2 separate regions of the Sus scrofa genome follow, and region 1 is linked to region 2. Evidence: chromatin contacts called from public HiChIP or PLAC-seq data. All regions are on one chromosome and are shown on one strand. Each heading gives the region's core, a stretch centred on a gene start, on an enhancer-like site or on the middle of the called end of the contact. The rest is flanking DNA. Distances are from core to core; before and after follow the strand shown.

Evidence for each region. HiChIP or PLAC-seq counts read pairs in DNA pulled down with a chosen protein or histone mark.
Region 1: an H3K27ac HiChIP or PLAC-seq map of alveolar macrophages shows a contact between it and region 2. The contact joins the enhancer-like site here to the promoter of ZNF706 in region 2. A contact is called at or near these places in 1 of 5 promoter capture datasets (liver), 9 of 47 Hi-C or Micro-C datasets (embryonic fibroblasts, fetal heart ventricle, heart right ventricle and 5 more) and 1 of 2 datasets of contacts at active chromatin or transcription factors (alveolar macrophages).

What each region holds. Positions count from the first base shown.
Region 1 is chr4:36,086,871-36,092,254 of Sscrofa11.1, forward strand. No RefSeq gene overlaps it. Among named protein-coding and RNA genes, the nearest start is that of PABPC1, 48 kb to the right of the region's middle. Within about 2 kb of position 3,506, at least 1 of the 83 cell types and tissues checked has an H3K27ac peak or open chromatin away from gene starts, as enhancers often do. A contact at or near this core is called in alveolar macrophages, where this site is marked.
Region 2 is chr4:35,766,552-35,771,200 of Sscrofa11.1, forward strand. ZNF706 (zinc finger protein 706) reads left to right here and starts at 1,536. Exons shown (of 4, transcript XM_003481371.3): 1 at 1,536-1,821.

The DNA.
Region 1 (5,384 bases), core at 2,256-4,755, 320 kb after region 2:
CCCAAACTCTCCTTCTATCCTTGCATCTTCTTCTCTGCCTCTGCCTCTCCTGTCTCTCTCTTTCACTTATAAGGACACTTGTGATTACTTTGGGACCACCCAGGTCACCCAGGATAATATCCCAGCTCAGGAGTTCTCGTCGTGGCAGAGTTAGATCCCTGGGCCTGCTCAGTGGGTTAAGGATCCGGCATTGCTGTGAGCTGTGGTGTAGGTCACAGATGTGGCTTCGATCCTGTGTTGCTGTGGCCGTGGTGTAGGCCAGCAGCTGTAGCTCTGATTCTACCCCTAGCCTGGGAACCTTCATATGCCGCAGGTGAGACCCTAAAAAGCCAAAAAAAAAAAAAAAAAAAAAATCCCATCTCAAACTTCTTAGCGAAGTATCTTTTGCTGTGTAAGGTAACATAGTCACAGGTTCTGGGGATTAGGATGTGACAGCTCTGGGGCTGCCCACGAGTCCCACCTGTCCCAGTAATGATGTAGAGCATGTTTTCATTTATTAATTGATGATTTGTAGTTCTTCTTTGATAAATCATCTGTGCACTTTGGTCATTTTGCTATTAAAATACTTGCATTTTTCTAGCTGATTTGTTCTTTTTTTGTTTTGTTTTGTTTTTTTGTCTTTTGTCTTTTTTGTTGTTGTTGTTGTTGTTGCTATTTCTTGGGCCGCTCCCGCGGCATATGGAGGTTCCCAGGCCAGGGTCCAATCGGAGCTGTAGCTACCGGCCTACGCCAGAGCCACAGCAACGCGGGATCCGAGCCGCGTCTGCAACCTACACCACAGCTCACGGCAACGCCGGACCGTTAACCCACTGAGCAAGGGCAGGGACCGAACCCGCAACCTCATGGTTCCTAGTCGGATTCGTTAACCACTGCGCCACGACGGGAACTCCTAGCTGATTTGTTAAAAAAAAATCATTTTTGGAATTATAAATATGTTGCCTATTATATATGTTGCAAATATTTTTCTTCACATTTCTGATTTTTAAACTTTCCTTAGGGTATGTATTAGTCTTCTTGGGCTGCCATAACAAAACAGAGTAGACTGGGTGCCTTAAACAGCAAAAATTTATTTTCCCTCAGTTCTGGGGGTTAAAAGTTCAAGGTGCCAACATGGTCAATTTTTGGCAAGAGCTTTCTCCCTGGCTCACAGACAGCCACCTTCTTGCTGGGTCCCCACACAGTAGGACAAGAACAAGCTCCCTGGTGTCTCTTCTTATAAGGACACTAATCCCATCATCAGGGCCCCCCACTCTCTTGACCTCATCTAACCCTGACTACCTTCCAAAGGCCCCATTTCCCGAGGTCTCTTGTGGCGTAATAGGCTAAGGATCTGACATTGTCACTGCAATGGCTTGGGTGGCTGCTGTGTTCAATCCCTGGCCTGGGAAATTTTACCTGCCATAGATGCAGCCAAAAACCAACCAACCAACCAAAGGCCCCCTTTCCAAATACCACCACATTGAGGGTTAGGACTTTGACATATGGCTTTTATGGGGACACAAACATTCAGTCTGTAACAGGTAGAATTTGAATTTTCATGTGGTCAAGTCTGTCAATCATATTCTTGATGCTTTTGGCTTTAATGATGTGTTTAGCTTAGCAAGGCCTCTCGCCAGAGATTGATAAACATGTACGTACACTTTCTTCTTAAACTTTTATATATTTGCTTTATTTTACATTCAAATTTTAATTATTATGGAATATAATTTGGATAAAGTTTGATCTTTTTTTTTTTTTTGCCACCTAAAATACTATTTTTTTAAATCATTTTATTCTTCAAATACAGCTTCCAAACAGCCTCTAAGCATTTAACCAGAAAAGAGTCCTAGTTTTGCCATCATCTGAATATTGGCCTATTGAAGCCAGTTTTCTTCCTTCCCTTTCTCTGCCAGTTGTAGAAAACTACTTTTTGTCTTTCTGGAATATCCATTCTTTCAGTAAAAGACTGACGGCTAAAGCCAACTTTTTTAAAAAAAAGGATACAGTGAGTGTCCTTAACATTTCAGGTTTGAGCAGCATTCCATGTATAGCAATTTACTATCAACTCATCTGAATGTGTATTTATAGCTTTTACATTCCTTTGAATCCCAAAGGTAGTTGATTTTCAAGACCATTGGAAAAAACCTATCCCTGGAAGAAAACTATTTAGATATTTGAACTTAAACTTGGGGGAGTTCCCATTGTGGCTCAGTGGTAATGAACCTGACTAGTATCCATGAAGACACAGGTTCCATCCCCAGCCTCGCTCAGTGGGTTAAGGATCTGTCACAGCTGTGAGCTGTGATGTAGGTCGCAGACATGGCTGGGATCTGCATTTTCTATGAGAGGTGTTTAAAATTATATACCTTTGGAGTTCCTGTCGTGGCTCAGTGGCTAATGAATCCAACTAAGAACCATGAGGTTGTGGGTTCGATCCCTGGCCTTGCTCAGTGGGTTAAGGATCTGGTGTTGCCGTGAGCTGTGGTGTAGGTCACAGACGTGGCTCAGATCCTGCGTTGCTGTGGCTCTGGCGTAGACCAGCCGCTATACTCCAATTAGACCCCCTAGCCTGGGAACCTCCATATGCCACGGGTGTGGCCCTAGAAAAAGGCAAAAAGACAAAAAATAATAATAAAATTATATACCTTTGTTATGAGGATTACTTTTTGGATATGATACTAGTGATTAAAAAGAAAAGGAATACAACTTAATAAGACATGGTTTATTTACTTGGAATGATAGTTCTTAAGGAAGTTGAAATTTTAGTGAATGCCTTCTGTGAAATTCCAGAAAGTTTTGAGGACTTTTCTAAGGGGTTAGAGGTTGATGGAATGAGTTTAAATTATGATACAATTGCTCTTGTTTTTAATACAATGTGTTGGCCCACTATTCATGCTTAGCTACCTTTACTGTTCTGTTTTAATTAATAAATAGGATGCTGGGAAGCCAAGAGAGCAGGAAGTTAATGAATGAGAAAGTACAGCATTTGTGAGATCAACCTTGGTAGAAAGAAAGGAAATGGAAGAGAAAAGACTCGGTGGCCTCTGTGAATTGACCCCAAGGCCATTATTGGGACTCCTGCTAAGGATGCATAAACTTCCTTAAATACTAACAATGGTCTCTGCTGCCATGTCTTCCTGATTTTAGTAGTCCTGGCATTGAATGTTGCCAGATTTAGGACTAAGACGATTGCTCCCCTAAGGGAAGGAGATTTACATCCTAGGGGGAGAATTGGGGGATTGATGATAATTAAAGCAACAAAAACAACAAAATCAATTATTAATTTGAGAGAAAACAAAAAACCAAGTAAGAAAGGACAAGTTATTATAGTATACTACATGGCTCAGCTGTCAATGAGATTTTTATAATCATAAAAGATAAACACTTGTACCAGTTACCAACTTATTGCCTTGGCCCCAAATTCACACTTCATTTCCTAACCTGTGAAAATTGATCTGAGTCCTTTAACTTTTGTCCTTTGTAGCTGACATGATGTTAAAAGCCTTGTCAGTAGAGGGCACTGGAGGGACACTGCAGGAGGAAGGGGTTTCTCTTCCCAGTTCCAGTGTTTTCTGTTTTCCTTCTTGTTCCTCCTGTTTGGTTGACAGCAGGAGATGGGTTGGGGGAGACCTTCAGTGGCATTCACCTACATTAAGCTTCAGGAGTACCTCATAAATGATAATGAAAACACAAAGACCCAAAATCTAGGGGATGCACCTAAAGCTGTTCAAAGAGGGAAGTGTCTAGTGATACAAGCCTACTTCAGGAAACAAGAAAAATCTCAAATGAACAACCTAACTTTGTACCTAAAAGGAACTAGAAGAAGAAAAACAAAAAAACAACAAAAAAAACCCCCAAATTTAGTAGAAGAAATCACAAAGGTCAGAGCAGAAATAAATGAAATAGAGGCTAAAAAACAGTAGAAAGGTCAATAAAACTAAGAGCTTATTCTTTGAAAAGGTAAACAATATTGGTAAATCTTTAGCCAGATTTATCAAAAAAAGAGGAGGAAGGACCCAAATAAATAAAATCAGAAATGAAAAAGAAGATACAACTGACACACAGAAATACAAAGGATCATAAGAGATCACCACAATTATATGCCAATAAAATGGATAACCTAGAAGAGATGGACAAATTATTAGAAATGTACAATCTCCCAAGACATAATCAGGAAGAAATAGAAAATATGAACAGACTAGTTACCAGTAATAAAACTTAATCAGTAACCAAAAACTCCCAACAAACAAAAGTCCAGAACCAGATGGTTTCACAGGTGAATTCTACCAAACACTTAAAGAAGAGTTAACACCTCTTCTTATCAAACTATTCCAAAAAATTGCAGAGGAAATAATGCTTCTAAACTCATTCTGTGAGGTCAGCATCACCCTGATACTAAAATTAGGCAAAGATATGACACCTCTCCCCTCTCTCAAAAAATACAGGCCCATATCACTGATGACCATAGATTGAAAAATTCTCAACAAAATATTGGCAAACTTAGCTCAATAATATAAAAAGATCATATACCAAGATCAAGTGGAATTTATCCTAGGGATACAAGGATGGTTCAATATTCTAACACATTAACAAACTGAAGGATATTAATCATATGATAATCTCAGTAAAGGCAGAAAAAGCTTTTGACAAAACATCATCAATTCATGAAAATACTCACAACAAAATGAATATACATAATAAAAAACCATATATAACAAGCCCACAGCTAACATCATACTCAATGGTGAAAAGCTGAAAACATTTCTTCAAAGATCAGAAATAAGACAAGGATGTCTGCTCTCACTTTTATTCAACATAGTATGGGAAGTCCTAGCCACAGCAATCAGATAAGAAAAAGAAATAAAAGGAATCCTAATTGGAAAGAATAAACTGTCACTCTTTGCAGATGACATGATACTATAGATAGAGGTTCCTAAAAATGCCACCGTAAGGCTCCTAGAGCTCATCAATGAATTCAGCAAAGTTGCAGGATACGAAGTTAACATATGGACATCCATTTCATATCTACATATAATAAGAATTATCAGAAAGAAATTTTTTAAAAAATGCCATTTACAATTGTGTCAAAAAGAATAAAATACTTAGTAATAAATCTAACTAAGGAGGGACAAGACCTGTATTTGGAAAACTCTAAAACATCAATGCAAGAAATTGAAGGCAATACAAACAAATGGAAAGACTCGTGTTAAATGTTAAAATGACCATGCTAGTCAGGGATTCAACAGATTCAATGCAATCCCTTTCAAAATACAAATGTCATTTTTCCTAGATCAAATAATTCTAAAATTTGTTTGGAAACATAAAGACCCTAAATAGCCAAAATAATCCTGAGAAAGAAGCATAAAGGTGAAGTTATCATTCTCCTTGATTTCCTTGCACAGCAA
Region 2 (4,649 bases), core at 286-2,785:
AATCGGAGCTACAGCTGCGGGCCTACACCACAGCCACAGCAACGCTGGATCCTTAACCCACTGAGCAAGGCCAGGGATCGAACCCGAAACCTCATGGTTCCTAGTGGGATTTGTTTCCACTGCGCCACGATGGGGACTCCCAGTTCTGCTTTCTTGATACACATCAGTTAATCTGATCAATAGCCATTTACTCACCCCCTACTATATTTCATATACTGCTAAGCACTGGGTATGCAGCGGCGAAAATGAGCTTACAATTGAGCACTGGAGAGAGATTAAAATTTGAACCTGTCGTTTAAAACTGCAATATGGAAGGGAGGGTGTGAAAAGTGAGAGGACCTGAAGTGGGGAGGAAAAGGAACGACTGAACAAGTTGTATGCCACCCAAATTCATTAAGCAGTTAACTCCTCCCTGGCTATTTTCAACAATTCTGTGATATATATACCCCGGTCCACCCAAGTTATCCTAGTAACTTGCCATGTATTTACATTCAACTACCATTTCCTGGGCGCTGACAGATAAATTAGGAGAGCGGAGGCAAGGTGAGAATGTCAAATGCCAAGAGTTCCTTTGTTGTTGGATCTGTAGTTCTAATTTGAAACAAACGTGTGTTGGGTGGCGGCGGCGGAGGCGAGGGGAGGGGGGAGGAGGGAAGCAGCAGACTAAAGCCAAGGTCTAAAAGGCCTTTCCAGATAAACAGATTTAATAATTACTAAATCGCCATGCTCTTGATCACATATTGGAAATTAGCCGTCGTGGCCTCTAAGTCAAGTAACACACACGCGCACACACACACACACACACACACACACAATTCCCCCAAATAGTAACAACTGATTAAACTGCTAAGTAGTTAGACTAAAATGGTCAGGGAGGCCTGGCCGGCAATTTTCAGCGAGACACTCAGGCCTGAATCTTGAACTCTCTAAAATTCCCAGATTCGTAGAGTAACCAGGGTTTCCCCGGAAACGAGGTAAAGGGCAGCTGGTGAGCGAACAAAGGCTGCACGTCCCAGTTAAGGGCCGACCAGCCCGCCCGGGCCTCACAGGAGGCGGGGACGGCAGTGCGCCTGGGTGGCGGGCTCCCGGGTCGGCGACCCTTAGCGCCGCGGGGCTGGCGCGCCTCACCGGGACCCTCCCCAGGCTGGGACACAGGAGGGCGCCGCCGAGGTGGGAGGCTCGTGACCTGGGACGCAGGGGCTGAGGCCCGGCCACCGCCCGAATGAGTGAGCGAGCGACTTGTGAATCACACTGCGGGCCGTCACCAGCCAGGACCGAGATCACGCGGGTCCCAGGGCCGGCTAAAGCCGCCCGGAGAGAGCACGCGGCAGGGGAGGGGCACAGAGGACAGAGCGCGACGTCCCCTGCAGTTCCCTTCTCTGAGGGGCCGCCTTCAGCCTGCAGGCCCCGCCTCTCCACTTATGTAATAGGGGCGCGCTGCCATTGGCCCGCGCGGCCGGAAGAGGGGCAGGCGCGCTAGAGAGTGGGGGCGGGGAGGAGGCCTCAGCAGGAAGGCGAGTGGGCGGGAGCAGGGAGAAGCGGGCGGCGCTGGGGCGACTGGGAGAGCAGCGCGGCGTGCGCGAGCACGAGGCGTAGTGGCCTCCCCCAAGGCTGAGGCGGCGGCGGGCGCGCGCGGCGGCGGCGGCGGCGGCGGCGGCGGGTGTGAGGCGCGGGCTGTTGTGCTCTCGGCTCTCCCTTTTCCCCTCCTTGGCGGGTGGAGGAGGTCGAAGCGGTGCTGGACGCGCTCCCCTTCCTCTCCGGCCACCTCCCCGGCGCTCTCGCGCTGCGCGGTCTCTCAGACGCAAGACTGTCCCGGCCCGGGTAAGCGGCTGTGGGGGCGGCGCTGACGCCGCACAGGACGCCCGGGAGCCCGGGTGGGGGCCCGCCGGCGGGGTCGGCGGGAACCATGGGGGTTACCACAGGTCGCGAGGGGCCACCGGCCTGCCCCGCCTCCCGGGGGCGGCCGAGCCCGTCCTGTCCGGCGCGGGCCGCGGAAGGAGGGGAAGCTCGGGCGCCTGCCAGGCCCTGCAGGTGGCCGGGTCGCAGACCGGTAGCCGAGCGGTAACCTTACCCTCTGGCGACAGCAGCTGGCCGGTTTCTCGAGGCCGGGACTCCCCGTGGTCAAGGGGCCGGGTTTCGGACAGCTGAGGCCTCCGGGAGGCACGTCTCGGGCCGGGGTCCGTGGGGAGTGGCGGGTAGAGAGAGACTGGGTGGCAGAAAAGAGGAGGGGGCTCTCTGAGGCTGAAGAGACCGGATCGAGAAGGAAGATGCGCCCGGCTGCAGCTGGGTTCAGCGAAGTGCTGAGAGAAATAGACCTTACGGCTGGTGCTTTCATCCTCTGCCTCTCCAAAACGGATGGAGTTAAAAGCCAGGGTCAGGATGTTGAACACTGCCTGGGCCTCTTCGCTTCACATTCTTAGGGAGGATGATCCTACTTCCTGGATCCAAAATCTTTTTTTTTCCTCTCTTATTTGTTTTGGTTCTAAGAGGGTCTTTGGGGCAGTGCTTAACTTGTTACCTCCGATAAGAGCTCCTCGTTTTGGAAGAACTCGTTATTCGCTCTGTTACTTCCCTCTTTGCAGCCCCCTCCGAGAATCGTCCAAAATAAGAGTTATATTAAAAACCAACTTTTAGGGTTGTACATGACTTCCTGCTCCACAGTTTGGCGCATTTAATCAGGGAGAAGTTATGCTTAGTTATTGCTTAAGGTTTTGTAGAAAATTCGATTGGCTTGAGAGCAAGTCCTAAGTTGAGCTGTCCAAAAGCAGGTGGTTTGTTCGTTTGCATTTCTGCTTTCAGGAAGGAAATCAATGCAGCGTGTTAGAACTTAGGGGCCGATCTTAACACATTTAGACTAATTGAGTTTCCTTTACCTGATGTTAGGCTTTCTATTTCAAAAATAAGAACAGCAACCACAGACGTATTTATTAAAGCTTTCATGGCTTGTTTGTTACTTTTGTTAGATGACAGTGAAAATGGGTTAAATCTATCGTGTAATGTTATGTATTAGAAGAAATTGGAACTGCAAAAGTTAAAAATAATGTGTATTTAATGGCATTCCTTTGTACAGATCCCTGCATGAAAATGTTAAAATAGCTAACAACTTCTAGATATCAAAGAAACTTCTAGAATTAGTAGCTTCCCTTCTCACAATTTTTTTTTCAGTGTATAACAATTAAGAGGTTATCCGTACAGTCACTATGTTAACATCTTTAGCATACATTATGTGGAAGAGTTCAGAGACCTGAGAGCACTGAAATATTCTAACACTGAGATGTTAGGAACATTATAAACATCGGGATAAAAAAAGATTGAATACATGACTGTCATCCAAATAATACAAACGTATCCAAATCTGTTTCCATGGGAATAGGTTTGTACAGCTGCCATAAATATACTTTTAAAAAAAAATCATTCCATTTGGCTTGGAATTAATAAAGATTTGGTTTTTAAAAAATAACCACAATGGAAGTTTATTCTCCAAAAGCTAACACATCTGGGTTTATTTACCATTATTGGGTGGGAATAGGGTTCTTATATTAGACTAGCATACTAAACATTTTTGTAATTTGTTAAAATATTTAGTTGGCTTTTAGAAAAGGGTTGATTGGCCTTTATATTTTGACTTGTAGTTCGGTGTTTAATGCTGGTGGGACTCTGTCCAGTCAGTAGATTTATTTTCGCAGTTTCCCTTTTTCTTTTTGGGAGAAGCTCAGGTATTTTAATGAAATGCTTTGACCTCATATCTGTTAACTATCTAGGGTTCTAGTCAGAAAACAAAACAAAACAAAAAAACAGCATTCTTTTTTGGTGAAGTTGTAGATTCGTTGTGAGTTCATGTCCTGCAGTGATTTAAAAGTTTAAAGTTAATTTCACTGCTAGTCAAAACTATACATAAGAATTCTATTTAGATCCAGTTTTAAAGTATTTAAAAAGAGACAGACTCCATTTTAGGCCTTTTATGAAGAGGTTTAACTTATATTACCTAAAAGAAGCCTTTGTAAAAGTAGCCTTTTTCCGTTAATTTTTTTAGCACATTTAGGTTCATTTCAGATCATCAGTAGTAAAAAGCAGTGTCTTTAATTTTTTTAAAGTTACCCTTAATCTTATTTAATAATTTGTCTAGCATCCTACAAAGATCACTTTTTTTTTTTTTTCCTTCTGTCTTTTTAGGGCTGCATCCATGGCTTATGGAAGTGTCCAGGCTTGGGGTCAAGTGAGAGCTACAGCTGCTGGCTTGGGCCACAGCTACAGCAACGCTAGATCTGAGCTGCGTCTGTGACCTAAACACAGCTCACAGCAACATTGGATCCTTAACCCACTGAGCGAAGTCAGGGATCGAACCTGTGTCCTCATGGATACTGTCAGGTTCCTTACCACTGAGCCACAATGGGAACCCCCAAAGGTCAATTTTTTAGAAAGGATAACACAACGGTTGTAGGAAACCTAAGTATTTAAGAGAGCAGTTCCCATTGTTCTATGAGCTGCTTTAGAGGCATAAGATGACAGCCTTTTTTTTTTTTTTTCTTTTTTTTTAATTGTCATACACAGTAAACTGTGAAAGTTTCCTAGGCCAGGGATTGAATCTGGAGCCACAGCTGCACGATCCTTTAACCTGCTGCTCCCAGCCAGGGATCAAACCCACATCT